Regions from separate parts of the Mus musculus genome. Here regions 1, 2 and 4 are each linked to region 3. The links are chromatin contacts, called in public HiCAR-type, HiChIP or PLAC-seq and promoter capture Hi-C maps. All regions are on one chromosome and are shown on one strand. The core of a region is the stretch at or near the end of the contact, and the rest is flanking DNA. Distances in the headings are between cores, read along the strand shown. Region 1 holds the start of Nfic (nuclear factor I/C). Region 2 holds the start of Mfsd12 (major facilitator superfamily domain containing 12). Region 3 holds the start of Stk11 (serine/threonine kinase 11). Region 4 holds the start of Fzr1 (fizzy and cell division cycle 20 related 1).

Evidence for each region. Promoter capture Hi-C pulls out the DNA fragments that hold promoters and counts their contacts. HiCAR-type assays count read pairs that join an accessible place to other places. HiChIP or PLAC-seq counts read pairs in DNA pulled down with a chosen protein or histone mark.
Region 1: an HNF4G HiChIP or PLAC-seq map of pancreatic cancer cells shows a contact between it and region 3. The contact joins the promoter of Nfic here to the promoter of Stk11 in region 3. A contact is called at or near these places in 1 of 39 promoter capture datasets (liver), 1 of 484 Hi-C or Micro-C datasets (B cells) and 1 of 115 datasets of contacts at active chromatin or transcription factors (pancreatic cancer cells).
Region 2: a contact with region 3 is called in a HiCAR-type map of astrocytes, with 2.4 times the contacts expected there. The contact joins the promoter of Mfsd12 here to the promoter of Stk11 in region 3. A contact is called at or near these places in 2 of 39 promoter capture datasets (erythroid cells and liver), 1 of 484 Hi-C or Micro-C datasets (B cells), 1 of 115 datasets of contacts at active chromatin or transcription factors (astrocytes) and 2 of 9 other capture datasets (liver and pancreatic islet).
Region 4: a promoter capture Hi-C map of embryonic stem cells shows a contact between it and region 3, with 2.1 times the contacts expected there. The contact joins the promoter of Fzr1 here to the promoter of Stk11 in region 3. A contact is called at or near these places in 4 of 39 promoter capture datasets (embryonic stem cells, erythroid cells, hippocampal neurons and 1 more) and 1 of 484 Hi-C or Micro-C datasets (B cells).

Annotation. Positions count from the first base shown.
Region 1 is chr10:81,424,235-81,431,098 of GRCm38.p6, forward strand. It overlaps Nfic (nuclear factor I/C), which reads right to left and starts at 2,939. Exons shown (of 10, transcript NM_008688.3): 1 at 2,842-2,939. The coding sequence starts at 2,871.
Region 2 is chr10:81,354,906-81,361,695 of GRCm38.p6, forward strand. Mfsd12 (major facilitator superfamily domain containing 12) reads left to right here and starts at 2,586. Exons shown (of 10, transcript NM_028657.4): 1 at 2,586-2,981; 2 at 5,177-5,387; 3 at 6,194-6,332; 4 at 6,409-6,594. The coding sequence starts at 2,693.
Region 3 is chr10:80,111,625-80,118,658 of GRCm38.p6, forward strand. Stk11 (serine/threonine kinase 11) reads left to right here and starts at 4,171. Exons shown (of 10, transcript NM_011492.5): 1 at 4,171-5,283. The coding sequence starts at 4,994.
Region 4 is chr10:81,375,469-81,382,474 of GRCm38.p6, forward strand. Fzr1 (fizzy and cell division cycle 20 related 1) reads right to left here and starts at 2,902. Exons shown (of 14, transcript NM_019757.1): 1 at 2,802-2,902.

The DNA.
Region 1 (6,864 bases), core at 1,689-4,188, 1.3 Mb after region 3:
TGTGCATGCCCAGGGGCGGTGGGTCCCTGTGCACTGGGGAGGGGGGACTACCCGGTCTGAAGGAGGGGGACAGGAAGGAGGCGGGAGGCTCCTGTGTCTGATGCAGGGCGGCCGCTCCCGCAGGCAGGAAGAGCCGGAGAGGGAGCAGAGGCTGTGGCGGGAGAGGCCAGAACGCTGACTCGCCAGAATCCAGCGCCCTGATTTACAGGCCTGGCCCTGGCAGAGGCACCTTTTCTGCAGAGAGGAGGGGATGGGGACAGGGCTGTCACTGTGAACCCACTCATGGACATACTGAGGACCAAGCCCATGCTGTGCTGCCTTGGGACACTTCTCATCGTCTCTGATCCCATCCCCCTCTGGAAGGAGACCCCAAACGTCAACCCTGCACTGCCTCAGTTTCCCCACTGCCAGGATGGAAGCAGCGAGCCGCAAAGCTATGAGGAGGAATGAATGGAGGAGGGAGGTGGCCTCAGCTCAGGCCCAGGGAATCCTCAACCTCAGCCAACAGGGATTTGGCCCCAAACCCGGAATAACTAACGTGGGGCGGGAGGGCGGGAAGGAGGAAGGGGGAGGGGGAGGGGACACCTCAGCTTGGGATTCATGGAAGTAACGGCTGCTTCCTCCAGAGAGTAAAAGTGAAAAGGGGCCTGAGTCACCACCCAGAGTGACAGACGGCACAGGGGACCCATGGAGCTCCCAGAATTCTCTTGGGCACCTGGTGCCCTGGCATGGACACTGACATCAGGGCCAACCCCGCCCCGGGCCAGGCTCCCGGTAGGATCCGGTTGGATCAGCAAAGGAGTTATTTCAGTCTGAACCCTGGCTGTAAAATTAGCCGATTTAGGAGGGACGGGTGAAGAGAGACAGAGAGACAGAGACAGAGACAGGTCAAGGCAGACACCATGAGTGACATGTGGGGGGGGGGCAGGGCGGAGAGGTTGGGGGGCTGCAGCGTTGCTCCTTGGGTCCTTCTGTCCAGCCTGGGCTTGTGTGGAGCTGGAGAGACCACACTTGGAATTCAGGGGACTCTTGAGATCCCATGGGGGACTCCCTCAGGGTAGGAGGGGGTGAGTGGGAGATCACAGGGGTGGCATCCTTCCTGCCAGATCGACCCACACCCTCCTATGGGGGAAACTGAGGCCAAGGCCACACTAAGTCCTCAGGGCTGGAGCCAGCACTGGGGTTGCCCCCGCCCCCAGCTCCCAGCAGCAGCCTGGATGGAGGCCTCCAGAAGGCCAGGACGGGGAATTCCACGTGCCCAGGCTGCCTTCCAGCCGGCCACGTCTGCCTCAGACCTCTCAGCCACCAGTAGTCAGTCAGCACAGAGACTCCAGTCTCCCTGGGGTCACACAGCAATTACATCCCAATGCCGGTGCTCTGGCGGCAACTGAGCAACGCCTGCCCTGGGCTGTGGGGTGACCCACTCCTCAAATCTCACTTGAAGTAGAAACTGAGGCCTGCAGAGGGGCAGGCATTTATCCAAGGTCACCAGGGAACCCTGGGTAGGGCAGGCTGGGGTTCCCTCAGTATGAGGGTCTCCCCTGGGGATCACAGAACTGCACCTCTTACCAAGATGGAGGGACCCGCAGGAGTGGAGGACCCCAGGATCCTGTCCCTGAGATGGGCTACCTGGGTCTTCCCTGGCAAAAACAACCATGGCCCTCACAAAGTTCTCCTCAGGACATCAGACAACTGCAATTCCCAGAACCAACACAGTCTGGAGACCACTATGTCTCACTCTCTTTCAGGGGAAACTGAGGCAGACACAGCAAAAAAAAAAAAAAAAAAATCACAAGAGGCTGTGGAGTTGGAAAAGACAGGCTTATGATTCCAGGGGGCAGACACAGCTGGGGGGCTCCTTGAAGGGGGGTCCCCTGGAGGGATGGATGCACCCCTCCCCACTCTCCCTCAGATGCTGGAACCCAGCCAGAGGGGCACAGCAGGGCAGGTGCTGGATTGGCCACCTAGTACGCAGTGTCCGCCAGTCCCCTGCCGCCGCCGCGGCCTCCTCCTCCTCCTCCTCCTCCTCCTCCTCCTCCTCCTCCTCCTCCTCCTCCTCCTCCTCCTCCAGCCCTGGCCTCTGCTCCTCCCGCCAGCCGCCTGGCAGCGCCTGCTCGGCTCAATAATTCAAGAATCAATGCGGAGCTGGGGGGGAGCTGAGCCAGGGAAGGGGGGGGACCCGCGATGGACACCCGCAAGACTGCCCCTCCCCCCGCGCGCCAACTTCGCGCGCCCCTCCCCCTTCGCGCGCACACGTGGGCCTGAAATGGAGGGGGACACTGCCAGCTGGAGGGGGGGGCGGCCACCTGGGAAACCAAGAACTCGCGAACAAATAGTCTAGGGGTCCCTTTACCGCACAGCTAGGGAGACCTACAGTGCAGCAGGGAACCCCAAGATCAGTCCTACGGGCGGGTGGGGAGCGTTCTACGTGCGGGTGGGGTGCTTCCTGCGGACACCTACTCTCTTCTCCATCTGGAGGGGACCCAGACTTCCTGGGTGCAAAGGGTGAGGGCTGTGGGGAGGACGCCAGCCCCCCCCCCCATCCAGCCAAGACGAGAGAGAGTTCCAAAAACAGCCGATTTAGATCAAAGTGGGGGCCCAGAAAATGGGGTTCCAAGTGTGCAATCAAGCTTAACGAGGATGGAATCCCCAATCTCAAGAGTTGCCCGCACCCCAGGTCCATGCCAGGAACACCCTGGCCTGGAAGAGGGTGGGTAGAGAGGACGCGCGCGCTTTTTTTTTCCCACCCCCGCTGCGGAGGGGAGGTTCCAGACTGCAAGAATGCGGTTCCAGGTGGAGCCGGGGTGCGGGCCGGGGCCAGGCCGGGAGCGGGGTGCGTACCTGGGTCAGGCAGAGCGGGGAGGAATACATCCCGGGGCGCTGGCACCGGAGGCGCAGAGGCCGAGCGGCCGCCGAACTTACTGAGTCATTTTTGCAGCCGCCCTCCCGCTCCTCCCTCCGCCGTCCTCCCCGCCCCGCGCCGCCTCTCGCCCGCCCCCGCTCCCTCCCTGCCGCCCGCATCCAACTTTCAAAGAAATCGCCGACAGCAAACAAGCAAGCAAACAAACAAACAAACTATGTCTCTACACGCGGACCCCCTAGTCCCCTCCCTCTAGAGCTATCCATTTGTAGAGGAGGACACAGCGATCAGGTCCACGAGATGGGGCTGAGCCCTTAGCTGCCCCCCACATCCCACCTGAGTCCCTGCAGCAGCCTGCCTCTGCCCCCAACTGTACCCCAAACTCCATCTGTCCCCTCACCTGTGCCCTCAAAGTGGCCACTGCCAGTAGGGTAGAGGGGGACCAGTGTGGGAGGCTTTCCCTTAAAAAGCCAATAAGTGGTCTAGCAGCAGGTATGGGGTCCCTGGGAAGGGTGCGGTGCAGGACTCAAGGCCAGGCCAGGCTCTGACACTACTGTGTGATAAAGAGCAGAGTGGGGTGATCCAGGCCAACCAGGTCCCCAAGTTTAGATCAGTGTCCAGGCTGCCCATTTCATATTTGGGGAATCTGAGGCACAGGGAAATCTCACTCCAACTAACTTCATTTTTCTTCTCTTTTCTTCCCTTCCTTCCTTTCTTTTAATTATTACTATTTTTGAGCCAGAGTCTCATGTTGCCCAGGTTGGCCTTGAACTCACTATGTAGCTAAAGATGACCTTGAACTCTGGATCCTCCTACTTCAGCCTCCTGGGAAGACAGGTATGCTGGGCCTTGCCCAGCTGGAGATCACCTTTCTGAAGGCAGCGTCTGAAGAAGCCTGCACACCCCCACCCCGGCCACCAGTGTCCACTCACAAGTCTAGGCCTTTTTCAATTATTTCTCTCCCAGGGACCCAAGGACATGGGATGTGAGGGCTGGGGGGAGAGTGTGCTACAGAGCAGTAAGATGCTTTAATCCGTTATCACTGTAATTCCAGTGAAGCCAAGGCCCAGAGAAGGAAACCACTGGTTGGGGTGTCGGGTCCCAGGTGCCTGCCTGGCACACCGGCCACCTGGTCCATACCCCAGGAGATGCCTGTGAGTGACACTATTAGGAGTACCCACGGATACTGACCAAACCACCTGTCAGATTGGATGCGCGCCCTTGGGATGTCCAGGACACCAGGGCCCACACCTGTCATCCCAGCAGGGATGAAGAGGCAGGAGTGTCAGAAGCCAAAGGCCAGCCTGGGCTACATGAGCCCATACTGATCACCTCCCTATATTAGGGACAGCACACAGCAGGTTCAATGCATGCATAGTGTGCATGTGTGGCTCTGTCCCAGCCAATAAACATCATTCTCCCTGAACCTCAGTTTCCCCGTGGGTGTCTAATGTTCTGGGTTGTGGAGATGCAAGCAGACACCAGCACCGAGGTGACCATGTGCCAAGGGTGCATCGGGAGGCTCAGGAGGACACTAGACTTGTACCTCAGCTGCATATGACCCATTTGTTAAAAAAATAAAAAGTCAGGGTGCTGGAGAGACAGCTCAGCAGTTACAGTCCCAGCTGCTCTAGCAGAGGAACCCAGTTTCGGTTCCCAGCACCACCCACATGGCAGCTCACAACGGTCGTGGGACCCCGACACCCCCACATGTGGGGCACACAGATATAAATAACAAAATAAACAGAAATAAATCTAAATATACAAATTAAAGCCAGGCATGGTGGTGCATGACTTTAACCCCAGTGCTCAGGGGGCAGAGGCAGGTGGATCTCTGTGGTCAAACCTAGTCTACAGAGAGAGATGCTATCTAAAAATAAAGGCATCTTGCTGTTGTTATTCTTACCACAGTTGCCTCTGGAACTGTCCCTAACACAACTGCACTAAGGGAGAGACATGGCCACCAACACAAACTTCCACCAACTGGGTCCAGCACAGGGCAACCCAGCCCCAAGCCTCAGCCAGGGACAACCTAAAATCATATACAGCCAGGAAAAAAGGGGGGCGACCTGGGGCTGTCTCCAAGGTCCATCCAGGCAGGGTCCCCAGGCAGGAATTGCTGTCACTAACCCAGCAGGGTTTGGGACAAGGTGTCTCTGACACTGGTTTCCAACTGCTACACAATGGCAGTGACAACTCACAACTGTCCCCAGGGCACAGTCATCCCTGCTTAAGATGCACAGCTGCAGACCCTGCCTGAGAACTCAGCGTTTCACTTTCTTTTTCTGTAGGTTTGCTCCAGCCATGGTCACATGTAGCTCAGGCTAGCCTTGAATTCCTCATCCTCTCCCTTCCCAACACACCTCCTGAGGGCTGGGAACACAGGCAGCTTTATAAACGACTGACTACGTGACTTGTATGGTGGCTATTCCTGGGCTGTAGAGCAGCGGTTGAGAGTTGAGCTAGGACACTTCAGGGACAACTGAGGTAATGGGCGTGGCTATGATTACGTATATTTCCATAGCGTTAACCTGCTCCTGGGCCAAACCCAGGTCCTTCTGCAGGCTAGACCAGTGGCCACACCCCCAATCCATTCACTGGGGATTCTTGTAGGGCTCCGCCTCAAGCCACGCCCCCAGCTTCCCCTAAACAAACTTTTGAGGCAGGACTAAAGTTCCTGGAGTGGTTCAGTCTCTGACCCCACTCCACCCACCCTCCGGGTGTCACTACCGAGCCAACACTGCAAGCCGCACAGGGGTCACGCAGGCAGAGTGGTGGCATGGCTAAGGAGTTCGAAGGGAGGCCCTTCTCATGTTGCAGGGGGGAGAAACTGGCTCTGGGAGGGGACCCCGAGGTGTATGGCTGCAGGAGGGCTGTCCCTTGGGGCTAGTGACAGCTCGTGCGGGCCGGGCCGTGGCGGGGGGCGGGGGGGTGTCGCTGTGCGGCGGGGCCTGTCTGTGCGGACGCCGCGTTCCCGCCTATGTACTGCAGCGGTCCGAGCACCGGGAGTTGGGGTGTCCTGAGGCTCCCCCTGTGCTCCCCTTCTCCAAACACCTCCAACGGGGTGAGAGGTCAAAGCAAAATCAGCGGCTGCCGGCTCGGCCTTGCCGGTCTATATTTAGAAGATGATATAAAAAACTAAACTCGCGCGGGGATTCCCCTCCGGAGCAGACAGGGACGCGGCGGCGGCGGTGGCAGCGGCCCGGTGCCGGGGCCGAGCTTCCTCACGGGCACGCGCACGCGCACCCGCAGCCGCCGAGTTGGCGCGTGCGTGGGCCTGGCCCGCGGCTGCAGCCTCTCGAGTGCGGTCCCGGGGGCTGCGGACGGCGGCGGTGGGCGGGGCGACCGGGCGCAGCGGCCATTTTCCGCTAAGCTGCGCGCGCCGCCGCTGAGTTTCCCCCCCCCCGACGCGGGTGGGGACGGGGAGGGGGGAACGGTGGAGACGGGGTGGGGGAGCACGGGAGCCCCGCCCCGCACACCCCACTGTCCACACCGGGGACCCTTGCGCACTCGGGGTCCCGGCGAGCCCGGCCCGGCTCCGCCCCCGAGGGAGAGAGGGAGGGAGGGAGGGAGGACTGCGATCATCCCTCCCTCCCTCCATCTTCCCAGAAACCGCAGCTCCCCACAGACCCCACGCGCGGCGCCCCGGGAAAGTCCCCCGCGCGGAGTGGGAGCGGGGGCGGAGACGTACCATGGCGCTGTGCGGCGAGGCGACGGCCGGCGGGGAGGCGCGTGGGGAGGCGCGTGGGGAGGCGCGTGGGGAGCCGCCCGCCCCGCCCGCGGACCCTCCCCCGGCCCGCCCCCCGCCGCCTCTTCCCCCCCAGCCCGCGCTCCGGCCGGTCCTCGGCTGCAGACCGAGGCTGCCGCTGCTCCGGTGTCCGCGCTTGCATCCCCAGCGGCGAGTCCGCCGTCTGCGGGCGCGCGCGTGCTCGTGCACACTTGCGGTCGCGGACACGCGTGCAGGCGACACCGGGTCGCGCACGGCGCAACGCGCCAGACAAGAG
Region 2 (6,790 bases), core at 1,336-3,835, 1.2 Mb after region 3:
CGGATATGTAGAGGCACCCGTTGCTGCTGAGTCAGCTCCAGGAGGCTGCTGGAAGCTGTGCACATGGTCCCAGGCCTCCCATCTCAGCTCTAGGGAGGTGAAGGAGGAGGGAAAGGAAGAGTTCAAGGTCTCTGTTGATTATGTAGAAAATGACCAGCCAGCCTGGGCTACATGAAACCCTGTTTAAAAAGTAAAATACGCTCAGTCTGTGGCCATAGCTCAGAAGGTAGAGAGTGGCACAACTTGTCTTGGATTCTGTCCCCAGCACCTGAATGAACCAGAGGCAATGGCTAAGGCATTCATCCTATCCCAGCACTCTGGAGGTCAGAGGTCGAGGAAAGAGGCTCCGGAGTTCCTGGGCTAGAGCAGGAGTTTGAGGTCAACCTGAGTTACAAGAGACCTTGTCAGCAGATGGAAGCTACTGGGTGGGTGAAGACAGATAGGACAGGAACAGAAGTTAAAACCCAGGCAGGGGGCCGGGCGATGGTGGGGCACGCCTTTAATCCCAGCACTTGGGAGGTGGAGGCAGGCAGATTTCTGGTCTACAAAGTGAGTTCCAGGACACTCAGGGCTACACTGAGAAACTTTGTCTGGGGGGTAGGGGGTAGGGGGGGGGGGAGAACAACCAGGCAGGGCCAACCAGTAGTTACACAGTCACTCGGAGTTGTCAATCCCAGACCTGCAACTGCACCACTTCTTGCCCTCCAGCAAATGACTTGGCCCAGAGCCTCAGTTACCACACACGTGAAGTTTGGGTCAAGCACTGAGATTGCAACTTGCCCAAGGAAGAGTGAAAAGAAATCACTGCAATCTCTCATATCTCTTCCTATCTTTTAGTCCCCTTAGGCCAGGAGCCACGAGATGCCAGTTATCTGATGTCTAGCCCAGGCCAGGCCTTCTCCCCAGAACAACAGGGGAGATCCAGGGCTGGATCAGAAGCAGAGACTTCTGCTGGCCTCCCACTTCTAGAAAGTCTGAGCATATTTATTTATTTAATTTGAGACAGGGTCTCAGTACGTAGCCTTGGCTGTCCGTCCTGAAACTTACTAAGTAGAGTAGGTTGCTCTCAAACTTAGAGATTGCCTCTGCCTCTGCTTCTGCCTCTCTGCCTCTCCTCTGCCTCTCTGCCTCTCTCTGCCTGCCTCTCTCTGCCTCTCTCCGCCTCTCTGCCTCTCTGCTTCTCTGCCTCTGCCTCTGCCTCTAGTATGCTGAAACTAAATAAAGGGCCACCACACCGGGCTCACACACATTGCTGGGAGCACAGACTGCTCATAGGCAAAGGAAAGACCAGTCCATTTGGGACTTAGGGGTTCAGATCCAGCCTGCGTGTCTCTGAATGCCCCGGAGGAAGATGTACAGTGATACAGACAGGTAACCCCACCATCAAGCGGCTATGACACAGGCCTGCCATTCAGTACTCAGGAGGTGGGGGCAGCAGAATCAGGAGTTCAAAGCCAGCCTCGTTTACAGAGCTGAGCTTGAGGTCAGTTGGGGGGAAAAAAGGAATAAAATGTCAGGAGGAGGGGATAGGAGGACACTTGTCTCATGTGTCTCATGATCTGGGCCTGGAATTGTGTGGGGGTGTTCGGCACCTGTGTCTCTGAGTCACCAGGCCAACAGAGGCCTGACTTCCCCTTTCTTTGAGTGTGTTCCACAAAACCACCCAGTAAGTAGGAGTGAAACACAGGCGTCTGCCACGTGGGGCTCCTGGCACTAGCAGCCCTCATTAAAGACTAGCCTGTATTTTGATGTTCTGCCCAGCTATTCTCTGTAATTAATAATTAATTAGCACTAATATGTCCTGTAAGTGCCTCACTATGTATGTCTGGAAGTTTATGGGATCACCCCGGTGTGTTCTCATTCTGGCCCCTTCTGCAGGGAGCACGCGCGGGAGTGAGCACCAGCCTCCAGCTGCAGGCTAGCTGGGGCCCAAGGCAGAGTGTGGGTGAGTGACAGACATCTGGGCGCCCTTCACTAAGCCAGGCCCGAAATCCCATCAATCCTCGAGGCTAAGGTTGGAGAATTGATAGTTCAAGGACGGCCTAGGTTGTAGAGGGACTTCAGGGCTAGCCTGGATAGCTAGTGGGACCCTGACTGAAAACAGAATATTAAAGGCGTGATTTGTGGATGCAACCCCGCACCCATGGAGTTCCAGAGGGAGGCAGAAGGATCAGAAGTCTAAGGTTATCCTCAGCTGCGTTCTGAGCTTGAGGGTGGCCTGGGCTACATGAGACCCTGTCTCAAAAGAAAAAGCTTTCAGGTTGTGAAAGGACAAATTCAGTGACTCCCAGCACTGTGGAGGTGGAGCCAGAACCATGGGGAGTTCGAAGTTGTCTTTTGCTAAGCAGAAATGTCAAAGCCTGCGCTACAAGATACCCTTTGTTACAAGAAGAAACAAAACTTTTTTCTTTAGTCAAACAAATTAAAACACGAAGAAAGTAAAATAGAAACGAACTGCTATGATAAAAGTCGGAGCCGCAGAGGGCGGCGTTAGGGCCGCGGGAGTGCGTCGGACAGAGGCCACGCCTCCTCTTGCTGATTGGGCGCCGGGCCGAGACGCGCGGCTCCGGTTGGCGAGCGTGGCCGTTGCTCCGAGGCTCCGCCCTGTTGAGGCGGCTCCCGGGAGCGGCGGCAGCGTAGCCGCGCGGGTAGCGCGGGGCGGCAGTGTGGGGCGGTGGGGTTTGCGGCCGCGATGTCGCCTCCGTCGGACGACGCAGGCCCGGGGCCGCCGCGGACGCTGTCCCTCGCCGCGCGGCTGAGCTTCGCGGTCGGCCACTTCCTCAACGACCTGTGCGCCGGCATGTGGTTCACCTACCTGCTACTATTCCTGCACTCCGTGCGCGGGTACAGCTCGCGGGGCGCGGGGCTGCTGCTGCTGCTGGGCCAAGTGGCCGACGGGCTCTGCACGCCGCTCGTGGGCTACGAGGCGGACCGCGCCTCCTGCGTGCGCTGTGGGCCCCGCAAGGCCTGGCACCTAGCGGGTGAGCCTTTCCCTGCCCTGACTGTCGTCCTGTGTCCGTCTTCCCCTCTAACCGTCGTCCTGTGTCCGTCTTCCCCTGTGGTTGTCATCCTGTGTCATTCCTCCCCTCTGAATGCCGCCCTGTGTCCGTCCTCTCCTGTGGTTGTCGCCCTGTGGAAGTCCTCCCCTCTGACTGTCATCCTGTGTCCCTCTTACCCTCTGCTCCCCAGTGTCTCATCTCCCCGTTTTTGTCACTCTTGTGTCTGTCTGTCCTCTCTCTCCCGCTATATCCTATCCTCTCCGCTGACTGCCATCCGTGGGCCAGTCCTGTTCCCTCTACCTTTTCAGGATTCTGTACCCTGTCTTTAGTCTTACAGCTCTGCCCCCCCCCCCCCAGTCCCCTTCCCTGACTATCATCCTGTGTCCTGTGTTCCTCCTGCTGCCCACCCACTTCATTCTGTTCGCCTGTGGCTCCTGTCTGGGGTGGCCCAGCATGTAGTCCCCAGCAGCTCTCTCATTTGGTGTAGACAGTTGGAGAGGTTGGCCCTGGGGTTGTAGCCCCTCCCTGGGGAATTCCTGGAAGGCTCCGTCCCTTTGCCTGGGGTAGGGGTTGCAGAACCAGCCCCGCCCCTAGATGACATTTTTTCAAGACAGCAGTGGCCCAGTGGCATCTGCCAGCCTAGGGGCTGGAATTTCTAGTTTCTCAGGATCCAGGAAGAATCCGGGCTTCAAGGCACAGCCTGCACACCTGTCACCATATTCAAAAGCTGAAGCAGGGGGATGACTGTTTCATTGAGTCTCCAAAAATGGAAAGAAATACTCAGAAGGGCTTATGTTTGCCAGGAGATACCAGGCCAGCCTGACTTTGCACAGGCCTGGGTCCCTTCACAGTGGGACAGACAGGAGATGTTCCCAGGCTGGCCTCCGAGTCAGATCCCTGGCCTTCTGGGTGCTGGGATTAACATCTTGCACCATTTTGAGTCTCATAGGAAACCCAGAACTAGACAGAACTCTCGGGTTAACTGAGGCCCAGAGAGACCAGTCCAAGCATCTGGAGATGACCAGCCTGACCCTGACTAGGCCAATGGTTAACTAGGCTTAGAAACAGTGGGTGTGGTTTGGTCATGAGATTGAATCCACAGTGCTTGGGCCCCCTGAAGATCTGCCCTGTGAGGGTTGTTTCATTTCTCAATCCAAGGCATATTATGTGGTGAAGTCACCTCTGGGCAGGAAAGGGAAGTTGGAAGCCCAGTGCTAGGCAGGGGCTCAGAGACCTTTTCACAGGGTTCTCTGTCTCATGGGGCCTCAAGTTAATCCTCTTAAAACTGGTGTGAGCCAGGCTGGGAAAAAAAAAAAGTGTGAAAGGGTTGGAGCCCTGGCTGCCATCCCATACCCCACAAATCCTGTACTCAGGAGACTGAGGCAGGAGGATCAGGAGTTCAAGGGCAAGCCTGGGCTATGTGGTGCCATCGCCTTCCCTCCAGAGAGTGATAATATCCCCCTTAAGCTGCAGAGAGACCACTGTGATAAACCCACCTGGGGACTCAGTGTCCCCAGTCCTGGCCTGGTTGCTTAGGATGTAGGAAGAACTTGGAGTAACTGCACCCACCCATGGAGCCTGCCGTCTGCTGGGCAAGTCCAGCTCAGAGGAGGGGGTGTGAGGAGCCCAGGGGCTGCTGACACCTTCGGGTGAGAGATTGGCAGGATGGGAGGATGCATCTGGGGTAGCTGTGCAAAGACCCTGGGGCTGGAGGTCGCAAAGGCAGGACAGAGCCTGCTATCGGAGGAGGCCCCTGTGCCAGGCAGGGGGTGAACAGGACGGGTGGTCAGGGTATGATGGACGCTGGAGGCGCTTGCATTGATTATATCTACTTTTTTTTTCTGAGTCCATGGAGGAAGATGGGGTACCCAGTATGTCCTGGACGGTGGCAGGATCTGCTCTGTGCCCAGGCGCAGGAGCAGCTTTGACTCTGAGCCACCTAGGCTCCAACTCTACCCTGCCCAGCTGGGGAAGGAGTGCATAGAACTGGTAGTAGATGTGATGGCGATGACCCCGAGCTCAGGGCCATCGAGGGATCCCCGTTCTTGTCCTTTCTGCCAGTCCTAGCTACAGGTCCTCACGGTGTCCGTCTGCACAGAGGGTGGAGGCTGGCCTCTGTGGTGTTTGCCTGCCTGGGTTGCCCCTCACGGCTCCGTGTTGCGCTTGTGCCCTCACAGGCACTGTCTGTGTCCTGCTCTCCTTCCCGTTCATCTTCAGCCCGTGCCTGGGCTGCGGGGAAGCCACGCCTGAATGGGCTGCCTTGCTGTACTATGGACCCTTCATTGTCGTCTTCCAGTTTGGCTGGGCTGCCACGCAGATTGCCCACCTGAGCCTCATCCCAGAGCTGGTGACCAGTGACCACGAGAAGGTGGAGCTCACGGCCCTCAGGTACAACAGGGTTGGGCACAGGGACCTAGCCCGGTATCCCCTGGTAACTGTGTATCCGTCATCTACAGCTGTGTAAGGAATGAGTGCCAGGTGACTCACAGAGAGGAACAGGCACCCTCTGGTCTCCAGCCTTTCTGCTTTGTTTTTTGGTTTTTTTGTCTGTTGTTTTTTGGGGGTTTTGTTTTGTTTTGGGGACAGGGTTTCTCTGTGTAGCCCTAGCTGTCCTGGAACTCATTCTATAGATCAGATTGGCCTGTCTCTGCCTCCTGAGTGTTGGGATTAAAGGTGTGTACCACCACCAACCAGCTCATTTTTTAGAAAATGTTTTGAATCAGTATTTTAAAAAAATATTTGCAATAATTTGCCCAGGCTGGCCTCTAGCCTCAGCCTCCAGAGCATCCAGGACAACAGATGTGCACCACTGTGCCTGGCCTAGAATGTGGCTATAGGATCGGAGGCATTTCAGGCTTCTGTGAGGCTGGCAGAGTGGGCTGTGATCCCTGGTGTACCCTAAAGCCAGCTTCCTATGACCTGATTATGCTGGGCCCTCCAGGGACAGCCTCTCTTCAAAGGAACTCCAGCAGACCAAGTTGTCATGTGATCCCTCTGTTCTGTAGTGGGTGTGTAGCCTGTCTCTCCTCGTAGGACACTGGCAGGGTGGGCTGAGGGCGTGGCTACTACAGCTACTAGCTTGAAACTTTAGGGAATGGTGTTCTGGTGTGCTGACAGTATTTACTGAGCACACGTTGTGTGCCAGACGCAGTCTGTGGACTCTACGTGTGCTAAGGCCCGGCCCTCACCTCTAGGTATGCGTTCACTGTGGTGGCTAACATCACCGTGTACGGCGCAGCCTGGCTGCTGCTGCACTTGCAGGGCTCTGCACACGGCGAGCAGGACATCAGTGTGGGTGACCAGCTAGGAGTCCAGGATGTGCCCGTGTTCCGGGTAAGTCTGGGCAGCATGTGAGCCCTGAGCTCCTGAGCCTGGGAGAGCCGTTGCTGACCCTTGTTCTCCTCCCCAGAACCTGGCCCTGCTTGTGGTGGGTGTGGGAGCCATCTTCTCTCTGCTCTTCCACTTGGGTACCAAGGAGGGCCACAGGTCCCAGCACTGGGGGAACGAACCCAATGAGCACACCCCCCTGGTGGCCCCAGCGGCCCAGCCACTGCTGCTGTGGAAACACTGGCTTCGGGAGCCAGCTTTTTATCAGGTGTGTTGTGGGGTTGAGGGGGCCGGAGAAACCAGAACCACCTAAGACAGACGTTACCAGTGGGTCTCAGTCACACCCAGAGCAGACATTACTAATCAGCCTTCTGCTTGACCTGCAGAGCAGACATTAATCTCCACTGGGCTATGCATTGTTATTCCATGCTCAGGGTAGATGTCACTTCACTCCCAGGACAGAC
Region 3 (7,034 bases), core at 2,921-5,420:
TGTGCACTATAGCCAGATGTGGTGGTACACACCTTTAATCCCAGCACTCAGTAGGGAGAGACAGGTGGATCTCTTGAGAGTTCAAGGCCAGCCTGGTCTACAGAGTGAGTTCTAGGACAGCCAGGGCTACTCAGAGAAACCCTGTCTTGAAAAAGCAAGGGGAAAAAAAGAGTGCTTCATGACAACACCGAACACAATTTTTTTAAAAAAGATTTATTTATTATTATATGTAAGTACACTGTAGCTGTCCTCAGATACACCAGAAGAGGGCATCAGATCTCATTACAGATGGTTATGAGCCACCATGTGGTTGCTGGGATTTGAACTCAGGACATTCAGAAGAGCAGTCGGTGTTCTTAACCACTGAGCCATCTCTCCAGCCCCGAACACATTTTTTTTTTTTCGAGAGACAGGGTTTCTCTGTATTGAGAAAGTGCTGGAATTAAAAGTATGTGCCACCACCACCCGCCTTTTTTTGTTTTTTTGTTTTTTGTTTTTTGTTTTTTCAAGACAGGGTTTCTCTGTGTAGCCCTGGCTGTTCTGGAACTCACTTTGTAGAACAGACTGGCCTCCAACTCAGAAATTCGCCTCCCTCTGCCTCCCGAGTGCTGGGATTAAAGGCATGTGCCACCATGCCCGGCTCAATTTTTTTTTTTTTCGAGACAGGGTTTCTCTGCATAGCTCTGGCTGTCCTGGAGCTCACTTTGTAGACCAGGCTGTCCTCGAAAATCAGAAATCCACCTGCCTCTGCCTCCCCAGTGCTGGGATTAAAGGCGTGCGCCACCACGCCTGGCTCAATTTTTAATATGATATTTTATTGAGACTTTCATACATGGTTTTTGTTTGTCTCTCTGTGTAGCCCTGGCTGTCCTAGAATTCACTCTGGAGATCAGACTGGCCTTGAATTTAAGAGCTTTGCCTCCTGAGTGCTGGGATTAAAGTCATGTGCCGCCACTGCCCAGTGAGTTTAGAGGTTTTCACTGGACAGTTTCTGGTGGGGTGTTTTGGCTCAAATTATCCAAACATTTATTAGAGTTTTTTCCTTTTTTTTCTTCTTGAGACACTCTTGCACTCTACAGCCCAGGCTGGCTTCAAACTCAAAGAGATCCACATGTCTCTGCCTCTGTCTCCCAAGTGCTGGCATTAAAGACATAAATGACTACTGCTGGCCTAGTTTTGATATTTTTAAAAAAGATTTATTTTATGTATATGAGTACACTGTAGCTGAACAAATGGTTGTGAGCCTTCATGCAGTTGTTGGGAATTGAATTTTAGGACCTCTGCTCGCTCTGGTTGGCCCTGCTTGATCCAGTCCACTCTGCTCCTTCAGGCTCAAAGATTTATTATTATACATAAGTACACTGTAGCTGTCTTCAGACACACTAGAAGTGGGCATCAGATCTCATTATGGGTGTTTGTGAGCCACCATGTGGTTGCTGGGTTTGAACTTAGGACCTTAAAAGAACAGTCAGTGCTCTTACCCACTGAGCCATCTCACCAACCCTAGTTTTGATATTTTTATTTTTATGTTTTCTGCTTCTTTGGAGGTTGTAATGGCTATTCCTGGTTGTCAGCTTGACTATATCTGGAATGAATTACAATCCAGAATTGGAAGGCTCACCTGTGATCCTGATCTGGAGGCTGGAAGATACAAGTTTCTGACCTGGATCTTGGCATGGAGATCTTGAGGCATAGTGACTATGAGTCCCAGGAGACTAAGACAGGGAGAGCTCCGAGTTCAAGGTCAGCCTGGGAAAAAACAAGTCCCAGATCCAGGCCGGGTGGTACACACCTTTAATCTGGGCCACACCTTCTGATAGAGACCTACAAGGACATTGGAAGAAGGAAGACTCCCTCTTCTTTGCCAGCACAGCTGTTGGAATCTACTGGCCTGTGGGACCGAGCAACTGTTAGATCTTTGGACTTCATTCACAGCTGACTGTAGTTGGAAAGTTGGACTGCAGACTGTAAGTCATCATCACAAATTCCCTTACTGTATAGACACTATCCATAAGTTGAGTGACTCTAGGGAACCCTGACTAATACAGAGATGGTAGCACTATGTAGCCCAAGCTGGCCTGGAACTCACTACGTAGTTGAGGGTGAACTCTTTCCTGCCACCGCCTGAGCCTCCTGTAAGTGTGACGTATGTGGCAGCAGGGATGGAAACAGCCTGGCTGCAGGCTTCATCTTTAGTCTGAAGTTTTCCCTCCTGGTGGCTTCTACCCCACCCCCCACCCCAGGCACCATTCCCATTGTGCTTCTATGGTCTGGAATCTGCGGCCTCTCAGGGATAATTCATGTTATTGAAGTGGTACTGAGTTCCCAAATTTACAAAGTAGCTGCTCTACTGGAAGTCACAGTTTTGGTTCTCAGCACTCTCACATGCCTGGTCACAACTATTTGCAACACCATTTCCAAGGTATCTGAGGCCTCAGTGGGGTCCTGAATGTGACAGACATACACACAGGTAAATATGATAAATCTCTAAATACTTCTAACTATATCTCTGACCCAGAGTTCTCACCAGAGTGATAACTCTTCCCGTCAGAGAATTCAGGGTAATGTCTTGGGGACATGAGAGGCTGTCACACTGGGGGAGCTCAGGTACAGATCGGGTAGAAACAGAATGTTGTCTATTGCCCCTGACTCTTTCTGGATCTGTCCTTGGAGTCTGTCAGGGGAAGGGTGGAGGTGGAGGAGGAGACTTCCTTATCACTGCCATAGTTTAAGGCAATGTCAGAGCAATGAAATGGAGGTGAAACTCCAGAGTCTCCCTGTGTGATGTGGGTGCTGGCCAGCAAACCTGTGTGCTCAGGAGAGCAGCCAGTGCTCTTCACCCCTGACCTGTCCCTCCATCCAGCCTGACTCTGTTTGTCTAGTCTGTGTTTTCCCTGGATTTCTGTCTTCACGTCTGTTTCTCTGATCTTTTTTCTTAATTTATGTGCTTGCATAAGTCAGTTCTCTCCTCCTTTTAAGTCCTGAAGGCTGAACACATGTAGAGCAAGCACTTTTCCCACCTTTCCTGGAGTCTAGGTCTCTCCCTCCCCCAGGACTCTCCTGGCAGTACACCCCGCCCCCTAGTGGCCTCGGAGGGAACCATAGACTCACGGATCTATGGACCTTGTAACCGGCCTGTGCGTAAACTTGTGTGTAGAGGGAGTCAGGCAGGGTGAGCACTCGTCCCTCAATCATACTCCAACCCTTATTTTTTATTCGTGCAGTTAAAAAAGGGCACAGATAAAAATAATTAGATTAACCACCCAAAAACACTGCAGCAGGTGAGTTGAGGCCAGCGGCGACGTCTTACCCAGCCACCTTTTTTGATAACTGTTATTTAAAATTCTGTGTTGTGTGTGTGCGCGCGCGCGCCTACCACGGAGTCCCTAGGTTCAGAGACAGCCTGAGGGAGGCATTTCACTCTAGCCACCTTGTGAACTTACGGGGATCGAACTCATGAAGTCAGATTTGACGTCAATCGCCCGCAACCTCTGAGCCATCTCACCAGCCCAGCTGCTCTTATTTTGCACAGGAAACGCTCCTCTCTATGCCATGGATCTCAGAGGCGCTACATTAAGGCTTCAGGTTCGGGAGTGTCGACTTTGGGCTACTTTTTGACCTTTGACCCCTCCCCCAAGGCCGTTAAGAGCAAGCCTGGGCTGGATCTCTTTAGGGATCCACGAGCCTCTCTCTCCACCCTCCCCCATGCCTCCAGTCGCGGCCGTTCCCCGGAGGACGTTGACGCGCGTGAACTCTAACCGGAGGCCCGAAACTCCGAGGTCACCACAGCCAGCCCAGAGGTTTCGCTGGCCCGTCGCGCTTGCTGACGGGCGTCTGCGACAGCCACTGGCAAATAAAGTCCCGCCCCCACACACCAGGGCCAACCACTGAGGGGCGGGGCTTGAAGCCACAGCCCACGGCCGCTCCCTTACAGTCGCTTGCTTACTCCCATTGACGGGCGTCTCAGACAACCAATGAGAATTTAGATCACGCCTTCTCAGATGGAACCCGAACTGTCCAATGTCAGCTCGGGCGCCCACCTAGATCCAAATAGCCCAATCCTCGTTGGCGATTGAGGCGGGTCCGAAAGGTGGGGCCTAAAGCTACAGCCAACTGCCGCGCACGTCGGCTCCGCGAGGGGGCGTGTCCACCGTTGCGACGTGCGACGACGGCGCGGCGCAGGGCGGTAAACAAGATGGCGGCGGCGTGTCGGTCTAGGAAAGGGGAGGCGGCTCACGGCGTCCGCGAGTGAGGCGCGAGTCGCCGAGGGCGGCGCCGGCGTGGAGTTGTCTCTCGCGGGCAGCATCTTTCTGCCTGGAGTTCGATTCCCCCCTCGCCGCTCCGGCCTCCTGCCTGTCGCGCGGCGGCTAGGCGGCGAGGGGGACGCGCCGCCTGGGGTGGTTTTTTTCCCCCCTCGGTCCCCGGAAGATTTCCTGTCCGGATTTCGTGTCCGCGACTTGCGGGTGTCCCGGTGTCCCGCGTCCGGGTGGAGTCTGCGCCCCGAGAAGTCGTAGAACTAAGGGGCCGCGCGCGGCTTCGGCGCGGGCCGGACATGGACGGCGCGGACCGGCCTCGACGCGGCCGCCTGGGCCCCTGAGCGCGGGGCCCAAGTGGCGAACATGACCTAGCGGCCCGCGCGCCGCGACGGCGGACCGTCGCCTCCGTCGGAAGCAGCGTCCCCGGGGACCCGAATTGGGGGGACGCGAGGGTTGGGGGGGCTCATTGCTTTTTTTTTTTTCATTCTTATTTTCATTTTTTTTCTCCCTGAGCACCTAGAAGAAAAGGGGAAAATCAAAAGTGAAGAATTGGCGCCCAGGAAGCGGACGTGGACCCGGTTGTGGGGACCGGGAGAGTTGTGGAGGTCGTTCCTGTTTTTCCCCGTTCCTTTTTTCCCCTTCTTGGAACATTTGGAAGAAGCGGGTGGGGGGGGGGGAATTCGAACTTGAAAAGAATTGGCGCTCCCGAAGGGGACGAGGACAAAGAGTGGGCCAGGATGGACGTGGCGGACCCCGAGCCGTTGGGCCTTTTCTCCGAGGGCGAGCTGATGTCGGTGGGCATGGACACCTTCATCCACCGCATCGACTCCACCGAGGTAATCTACCAGCCGCGCCGCAAACGCGCCAAGCTCATCGGCAAGTACCTGATGGGGGACCTGCTCGGGGAGGGCTCGTACGGCAAGGTGAAGGAGGTGCTGGACTCCGAGACCTTATGCCGCAGGGCGGTCAAGATCCTCAAGAAGAAAAAGCTGCGCAGGATCCCCAATGGAGAGGCCAACGTCAAGAAGTAGGTGCCAAGGGCCTGGGGCCGACGCGGGCGCTGCCTTGAGCTCCTTGGGCAGCCCTTCCTCCTACTTTCTGGCTCTTCTCTTTCCTCTAACCGTTTTCTCTTCTCATTTCCTTCCTCCTTTTTCATCTCTTTCCTTTTACTGCCTTATCTACCCCATCTATCCCTGAGCGTCACCTCGTGGGGTCTGTATGTTAGGGCAGCCTGCAGGACTGTCCTAGCAGGAGGTCGTGCAGCCAACTGCGCCTCCAGCCCCCCTCTTTGGGCCAGGTCCTGGCGCAAGTCGCGCCTGGCTTCTTTGGCGGGCGTTGCCAGGCGGGTGGCTAGTTTGTTTACGCAGCTAGAGGGAACCGGTGGGGCCAAAAATAATGGTGAAGGGGGTGGGGGGGGTAGCCGGCCAGTGCTTGCGCAGGTCCCTGCGGTGTCGTGCGCGTAGTTGGCGTCGTTGGCCCGTGGGGACTCTTTATCGCCTGCTAGGCTTGGCGGAACTTGGAAAACTTCACCTACCGGCTTCCAAGAAGGGGCCTTATCTTTGGGACCAGCACTGGCCACACTCTGCCTAACTGACCTTGCCTCTGGTCCTGTCCCAGGAAAGGCTGGCAGCTTCTTGTTTTTGCCAGCTGGGCACTGCTTTGAGTGGTACGTACAGGAAAGGAAGGTGGACAGATATCCAGGATCAGATGTGTGGACCCAGGGGTGGAGCAGGGCAGGCTGGTGGCCTAGGCTCCTCTCAGGACCTCCTTGGCCTTTTTTGTAGGAGTGGTCTTAGGTCAGTCTTGCACTGGGGAACCTGGGCACCCAGCATCAGGTGTTCCTTCAGAGGCCTGAGCTTGGAAATTCCTGGCTTGAAATCATTGTCTCAAGGTGGAGGTGCCAGAGGTTGCTCACCTCCAGGTGGTGTCTGCTGGTCTCCAAGGCAAGTGGCTTCCTTTGGCTTCAGGGTAATGGTTCTTGGAAGCCCACCATGTCTGGGAGGCTGCCCAGGCCTGCATCCTGGCTTGGGTCAGCTGCAGTCCTTGTAACACATGGCAAGCCTGTGTGCTCTCTCTGCCTGTGACAGAGGGCCCCAGAGCTCTGTCTGCGACTTCCTAGCCCTCACCTGCTGCTTTAGGCTTCCTGCCATCTCAACACCCAGGTTGGGGTGTGGCTTGCAGAGCCAGGCAGGTTCAGCTGAGAGAGATTGGTCCCTAGATCCTGAAGTAAACCCCCCCCCCCATGAATTAGTGATGCTGGACACAGTCAACACTGGAGGTCATCAGGACTGGGGAGCTCCTACACACTAGGGTGATATAAGGAGCCTGCACGGTTCCTCAAGACAGGAGTTGGTCTGGGCAAGTAGACACATGCCTCTCATTGCAGTGCTGGAGAGACTGAGGAAGGAGGATTGCTTCTGTTTCTAGACCAGCTAGGAGTGCATGGGAAAACCTGGTTTTATAAGGGAAACTGGTTGGTAGGGTGAAGGCCCCAGGACCCACAAGGTGAAAGCAGACTCAGTTCTCACAAGTTTGCTCTGACTTCCATGTGTATGCTGTGGCACATGTATATACACACACAAGATAAAAACCAGGAGGAGAAACTGAGGCAAAAGCTGCAGACTGACACACTGCCCTGCAGTAAGGTGCTTGACTGGCAGGATACAAAGCCAGGTATCTCCATGGGAGTGCTGGTGTTCCCCACTTCCTGAGTGGCTCCTGCAGGGCAAAGCCTAGGGCTGCTGCACCTGCTTGTGTGATCCCCACTCAGCCACAGCC
Region 4 (7,006 bases), core at 1,652-4,151, 1.3 Mb after region 3:
TTCACCCCAAAGGCTCCCTGTGAGGCAGGGACACATGCGCGCGTGCGCACACAGACACAGACAGAGTGCTGAGTCAACACGTGCTGCTGTAGTGGAGGACCACCTCTAAGACCAGCTCCGGAGCATCCAACGTCCTCTCTGGTCTCAAGCTCCTACACACAGAGAGACACAGACACACACACACGAAATAAAAAAGAATGTTGCACTGACTGCCCTTCCGAAGGTCCTGCGTTCAAAACCCAGCAACCACATGGTGGCTCACAACCACCCATAATGAGATCTGCCACCCTCTTCTGATGCATCAGAAGCCAACTATAGTGTACTTATGTATAATAATAAATAATTTAAAAAACAAATAAATAAATGTGGCTGGAGAGGGGGCTCAGCCGTGTAAAGACCACAGGCAACGAGCCCAAGTTTGGCCTCCAGCACCCATATTAAGTGATTCGGAACCACCCATAATTCCAGGTGTGGGACACAGCACCCCTTTGGCCTTCTGTGGGCAATGCCTGTCTTTGGCAAACATACAGACAAGCAGATACACACACATATACATAAAAATACACACAGCTAGGCTGGAGAGATGGTTCAGTGGTTAAGAGCACTAACTGCTCTTCCAGAGGTCCTGAGTTCAATTCCTAGCAACAACATGGTGGCTTACAACCATCTGTAATGGGATCGGATGCCCCTTTCTGGTGTGTCTGAAGACAGCTACAGTGTACTCATGTACATAAAATAAATAAATCCTTTTAAAAAAATAGTAGAATAAACACAGTTGGGCGGGAGACATGGTTTAGCTCTTCCAGAGGACCGCAGTTCAATTCCCAGCACCTACACAGCAGCTCACAACTGTAACTTCAGTTTCAGGGGATCTGACACCCTTTTCCAGTCTCTACCAGCAACAGGCACAAATGTAATACCTAGATATAAACACAGGAAAAATACCCATACACATAAAAATATCAAAAAAGCCACACATACACTTTTTTCTTTTGTTTTTTTCAAGACAGTTTCTCTGTGTAGCCCTGGCTCTCCTGGAACTACTCTGTTGACCAGGCTGGCCTTGAACAGAGAGATTGGCCTGCTTTTGCCTCTACATGAACTATTACTGCCCAGCACCCACATACATCTTTTAAAAATAATGTTAAAGGTAAAGAAGGCTATGGGCGTGGTCAGGGGTGGAGCCCCTGTCTAGAATCTCCCAGTGAGGGGCTGGGGGTGTGGTCAGGGTGGAGCCCCTGCCTAGAATTTCCCAGTAAGGGGCTGGAGCCTGGCTCATTGGTGACCTCTCTCTTCTAAGCATGTGCAAAGGCCTTAGGTTTCATGCCCAGAACCAGGAAATAAACCACACCAAGACTCCTCCAGTGCACACTTAGCTCCTGACCCTCTATCCGAAGGAAGCAAAGAGACCCTTGAACCACAAAACATGGGCTAAACTCCTCAAGTACCAAATCCACACTTGAGAACTCCATTAATCTTTACAACACATGCCATCCCAGCCCCATGAGAGCTAGAGCCACCAACTCCCTTTCTTTCTAAGCCCTGATCCCGAGAGCCAGAGGTGGTGTCTGTTCTGGGTGAATCTTCACTGGGGAATCACCCTCATTCAAACAGCAGGAAGGAGCTAGGACTGGGACTCAGCAGCCAGAGGAATGAGGTCATCTCTCAGACAGGACGGGTAGGGGGCGTGCTTCCCACCAGGTGTTCTCAACAAGGAGTGCATCCCACCAGGTGCTCTCAATTAGCAGAGAATTTAGGGGAGCGGGGTAGGAAGGTAATGCCTATACAGAGGTTGGTGTCAGGCTTACAGCTGGAGACAAGTGAAGTTGGTGGGGTGATTTAAGGGCTTTGTAGGGGACAATGGCTTTGGATCAGGGATAGAGGATGGAAGGACCTGGACTTGCATTTGAAGACACAGAGTGGAGGTTCAGATCTGAGAGGGTACGTGGTGGATTTGGGGACACAGAATGTCTGTGGTTTCTGGCCATGTCTCCCCTGAGATGAGACACCTGGTTGTTGGCTGAACCACTGGGTGTTTACGGCAAATTTAGTTCACAATCCTTCCCACCTGGGGAATGCCAGATTTGAGACTCCTGGACTCTGGAGGTTGACTCAGATCCCAGTTTGGATGTAGGGAGCATCTGAGGCAGGGGGATTTACATTTGGAAGTCAACAGGGTGCAGATGAATGGTTTGCAGTTGAGTCTTGAGTGATCAGCATGAGACAGAATGCTCTAAATTTAAGGGAACATAGCTCAAAAGAATACAGAGTGTTGGTGACAGGGCGAGGTCATTGGGGACAGACCGTCTGAGATCTGACTCAGGACCTCACCTGAATTGGGTGGTTTTGGTGGAAGTAGTAAAGGGTGACCTGAATTTGGGGGCGCAAGGAGCCTGACCTAGGGTTCTGAGCTGCAACATGTGGAATGCCTGGATTTGGACATTAGCCGTGCTCTGAACAAGGCTCTGGGCGATGATTGCTGTGATGGACAGAGCGAGGTCAAGGCGAGGTTGCCGGGTGAGGGGACTCAGGGTTGGGGTGACTCAGGGCCTCATCTGGGAAGCTGGTTTGCATTCTGGGGTTCGGGGGAACAAGACGGGTGGTGCCCTGGATTCGAGGGGAGCAACTATCAGAGCAGAGCTCTGGGGATGGAGGACTCTGACAGACTCAGAGAGCTGGCGGGGTCGGGGCCGGTACTGGAGGTCGCTGGGATGTGGGGTTCAGGATCAGGCCGCACTGGAGCCCCAGAGAAGGAAGGGGTCGGCTGGGGGGGCGGGTCCCCGAGTCACCCGTGTCCTCACCTGCCTCGCTCCGGTCGCCAGCCGGCACCCGCCGGTTCCCGCCGGTCCCAGGAACACGCCGCGCCTGTTCGAGGCCCCGCCGTTGCGACAGGCCCCGCCGCCGCTGCTCACGGGAATCCCCCGGCCTCCGCGGTAGCTAATATGGCGGAACTCAGTGGCAACCCGACTCCCTCCCCCAATCTGTCCCGCAGGCCGCGCGCGCGCCCGCGACCGGCCCCGCCGCCCAGCGCATCACCGCGCCTAGGCCACGCCCCCTAGGTCCTCCCCCCCAACGCCGCCAAGGTTTTCCGTGGGCAAGCCACGCCCTCAGCCACGCTCACGGCCCACACGCACGGATCTCTCCGCCAACCCCCTGTGGCCTGTGCTGAAGCCACGCCCCTCGAGTTACCAACGCCTCTCCTAGGCCACGCCCCCACACCGCCTCTTTCCCTGTCCCTTGCGGGCACGCCCCCTAGACACTCCCACTCTGTGCCGTGCTCGCGTCCACCCCAAACAGCTGCGCCTGCGCGCCCCAGCGCGGAGCAGCTCGGGAGTATGGGACGTCCTTCAGGATTTAAATCAATACAGGAAGCGAGACGGCACTTGTTGCCCGGGGCAACCGTGTTGGGATGAGCAGTCGGGGAAGACCACGGCTGAATGGGGGGGGGGGACGACTAGAACAGGAGTAACTAGGCGCGGAGGAAGGCGTGGCTCCTGTTTGTGGAAGAAGTGGGGCGCTTCCCCCTGAAGCTATGATTCACTCAACAGTTAAGTGACTACCCCACGGATGGCGCTCGGCGCGCGGACGCTGCTGGTTACTCACTGTGCGTTTATTGTTTTCAATTTTCGAGCTACCTTTTTCTCTCTAGCCAGGCTAGCCTCGAGCTGGAAGCAATTCTCCAGCCTCAACTTCTGCATTGTTAGAACGACTGTTAGACACCTGCCCCCCCAAAATATTTATCGTGTCCCTGAGTACTCACTCCCAGAAGCCCCAAGTGATGACAGCTGGAAATAAACCTCAAGAGGGTCCAGGTTCAAAACCATACATGTTGGGCCCATCACAATGGCTCAAAAGGTAGGGTGATTGCAGCTAAGCCAGCTGGAGCCCACCTTATACCCAGGATCACTTGGTAGAGGGCGAGAACCAACTCCTGCAAGGTGTAACTCTGACCATCCCATGGGCACACCTGTGCCAGCCCCTGGGTAAATGACACTAAACAAATTAAGAACACAGACTGTTCTTCCAAGAGGTCCTGAGTTCAATTCCCACATGGTGGCTCACAACCATCTGTAATGGGATCCGATGTCCTCTTCTGGTGTGTCTGAAGATAGCGACAGTGTACTTACATAAAACACGTAAATAAATCTTAAAAAACAAAACAAAACACCAAAAAAAAAAAAAAACCCAAATAGGGTTGGGTTTTGTTGTGTTGTTTGGCCTTCTGTTTGGTTTTTCGAGTTAGGGTCTCTTAGTGTAGCCCTGGCTGTCCTGGAACTTGCTGTGCAGACCAGGCTGGCATCAAACTCAGAGATCTGTCTGCCTTTACCTCCCAAGAGCTGGGATCAAAAGCATGCACCATCAATTACAGGCACAAGTAGAACTATTTAAAAAATTAAATGCACATAGGGCAAAGGATGAGCCTCGGGCTGAGTGAGCTCAGTGGACATAGTGGGAAGGGGTTGTGCAAAGGACTTCTGGTGTTCAACACATGCTGCTATCTCAGTCTCAGATTCCCGTTGGTGGTTGAGCACTCTTCCTGTGGGGTCTACTCAGATCCAACGTAATGCCAAAACAAATTATACTACAAGGCTTTGGGGGGAGTTGGGCCGTTCTCCTTACCTGGCAGATTGTGATAGCCATAGCCAGAGCAAGAGAGGGGCTGGCAGCTGTTCAGAAATGGAACAGCCAAGACTCAAGACCAGGCCTCTGCAAGTGGAGCCACCCACTCAGAACCTCCTACAGCAACATGGATGCCCCTTTAGTCACAATCTAGTGCCCACCCTCTGGAGAAGGGACAAGCCCCATGGCCGAAGTGGGACATAACACAGCCATGAAAAAGGCCAGGGATCTAATGGGTTATAAAGCAGAGGGACCCGGAAGGACATGGCTCAGTGAGAGGGCCAGACACAAAGTGCCACGCCCACCTTGTGGACTCTGACAGGAAATGTCCAGAGATGGGAAGAAGATTCCTGGGTGCCAGTGGCTGGAGGAGGTTCAGGTGAGAAGTTAGGACATTCAGGGAGACCCTGGCTCAGAATAAATAATGAAGGAGCTGGTGAAGGTGCTTTCTGCCAAGCCTGAAATGTTGAAGTTTGATCCCCAGGTCCACGTGGAGGAAGGAGAGAGTGGGTGCCTTTTCAGGTGGCCTCCACAGCAGCACGGTGGTGTGCACACACACGAGTACACACAAGAAATAAACATTCACAGATTTCAAATAATACACCTGGAAATACTGCAGTAAATATTAAATACAACTGGAGATATAGCTCCATAGGAGTGTTTGCCTAACACCAGTGAGGATTATGCTTAGCACCCACCAAAAAATAAATTACAATACACTTTAAGGCCAGGTCTGGACCCTTACCTGGCACATACCACCCTCTACAGCATTAGCTCCACACAAACCAGGCAAGGTGGAGCTCACCCTGAGGCATGGAGTCAGGAGGATCAGGAGCTCCACATGGGCTGGGAGTAATGGCATTGGCTCTTGCAGAGGACCTGGGTTCAACTCACAGCAGCCTGTGGCGACTCACAACCAACCATAACTCCAGAGGAATCCGATGCCATTTCTGGCCTCTGATGTTACTGCATAAACGTGTTCCACATAAACTCACACTGACACATACACACCAAGCCGTTAAGAGAGAACAAAGAAGAAAATCTGAAAAGTTATTTTGATGATATAGCAAAGTTTATAAATCTATTCCTTTGTTAAATTTTATTATTAAGTTTGATTAACTTGGCATAACCGATGGGGGCAGGGCAGAAAAGCTTAGTCCCTGGGTCTGGAGAAGACAGCGCTGGGTGTGGTGATGGAGAAGCCTGCACCAGCCTGCTGGGGGTGCACAGAAGGTGTCCCCATGCAAGACTTGCAGAGTACCTGCAGACGCTCTGGCCCTGGGGCGCCTGGAACCTGAGCCTGCGGACCTCAGCAAATGCATAGCCCAGGCCAGCCTGTCTGGGCTGCAGTGTGGCACAGCTGTACTCCACCTGGCTCTGTTGTCAAAACATAAATAGATGAAAAAAAAAACCTACAAAAATTGGAGGTGTGGGCAATGGCATAGTAACATGCTTGCCCTGAAAACGTGAGACAGGAGTTCAGATGTCAAGCCATGGGGCCAGTGAGATGACTGGGCAGGCAAAGTGCCTGCCACCAAGCTGAGGGACCTGAGGTCGATTCTCAGAAGACATGGTGGAAGGAGGAGCTGACTTCTGCACATGACACCTTGGTATATGTGATCTACCCATAAATGTAACAAAATAAAATGACAACAGAGCCAAATAGCCAGTTTCAGTGACAAAGGCTTGTGGTCCCACAGCTCAGGCACTGAGGCTAGAAGAGACATAGGGTTCATTTCAATAACAACCCCCCATTTTGTTTATTTTGTTTTCAAGACCGAGTTTACTGTTTTTAGGCCTGGCTGTCCTGGATTCACTTTGTAGGCCAGGCTGGCCTCAAATTTAGAGATCCACCTGCCTCTGCCTCCAGAGTGCTGGGATTAAAGGCGATGCTTCCACTGCCAGGCTAATAAAACCCAGTCTTGTACTGACAGAGACAGGAGTGATGGGGCCACACACTAGCCACTGCTGGCTGACCAACCATAGCTGCTGAGGGAAAGTCATGGATGCTGGGTCCTGGGTGGCATTTTCTGCTCTCAGCTCCTCCCAGGGCAGCCTTGGCAGCATGCCAAGCTCTGAATTCATATCTGCTTCCTGCACTCTTGGGCCTATCCCTTCCCACTGGCTGGTATGGGGGCTGGATCACACCTGATATCACCGGATCCTGTGATCTGTTACAGCAACCACAGCCTTTCCTGAAGCTTCGTGTAAACATCAAAGCTGTGTCCTATGGCAAGCTGGCCAGGGTGACAGTGCGGTCCCTTATCTGCGGCCATGTGTTTATGTTTTTTTTTCTGTGCATATGAACGTGCACAGATGGAAGTGTCTTCCTCAATCATTCTTATGTTTTGAGACCTGGTCTCTCACTCCACCCGGCCTCCACACA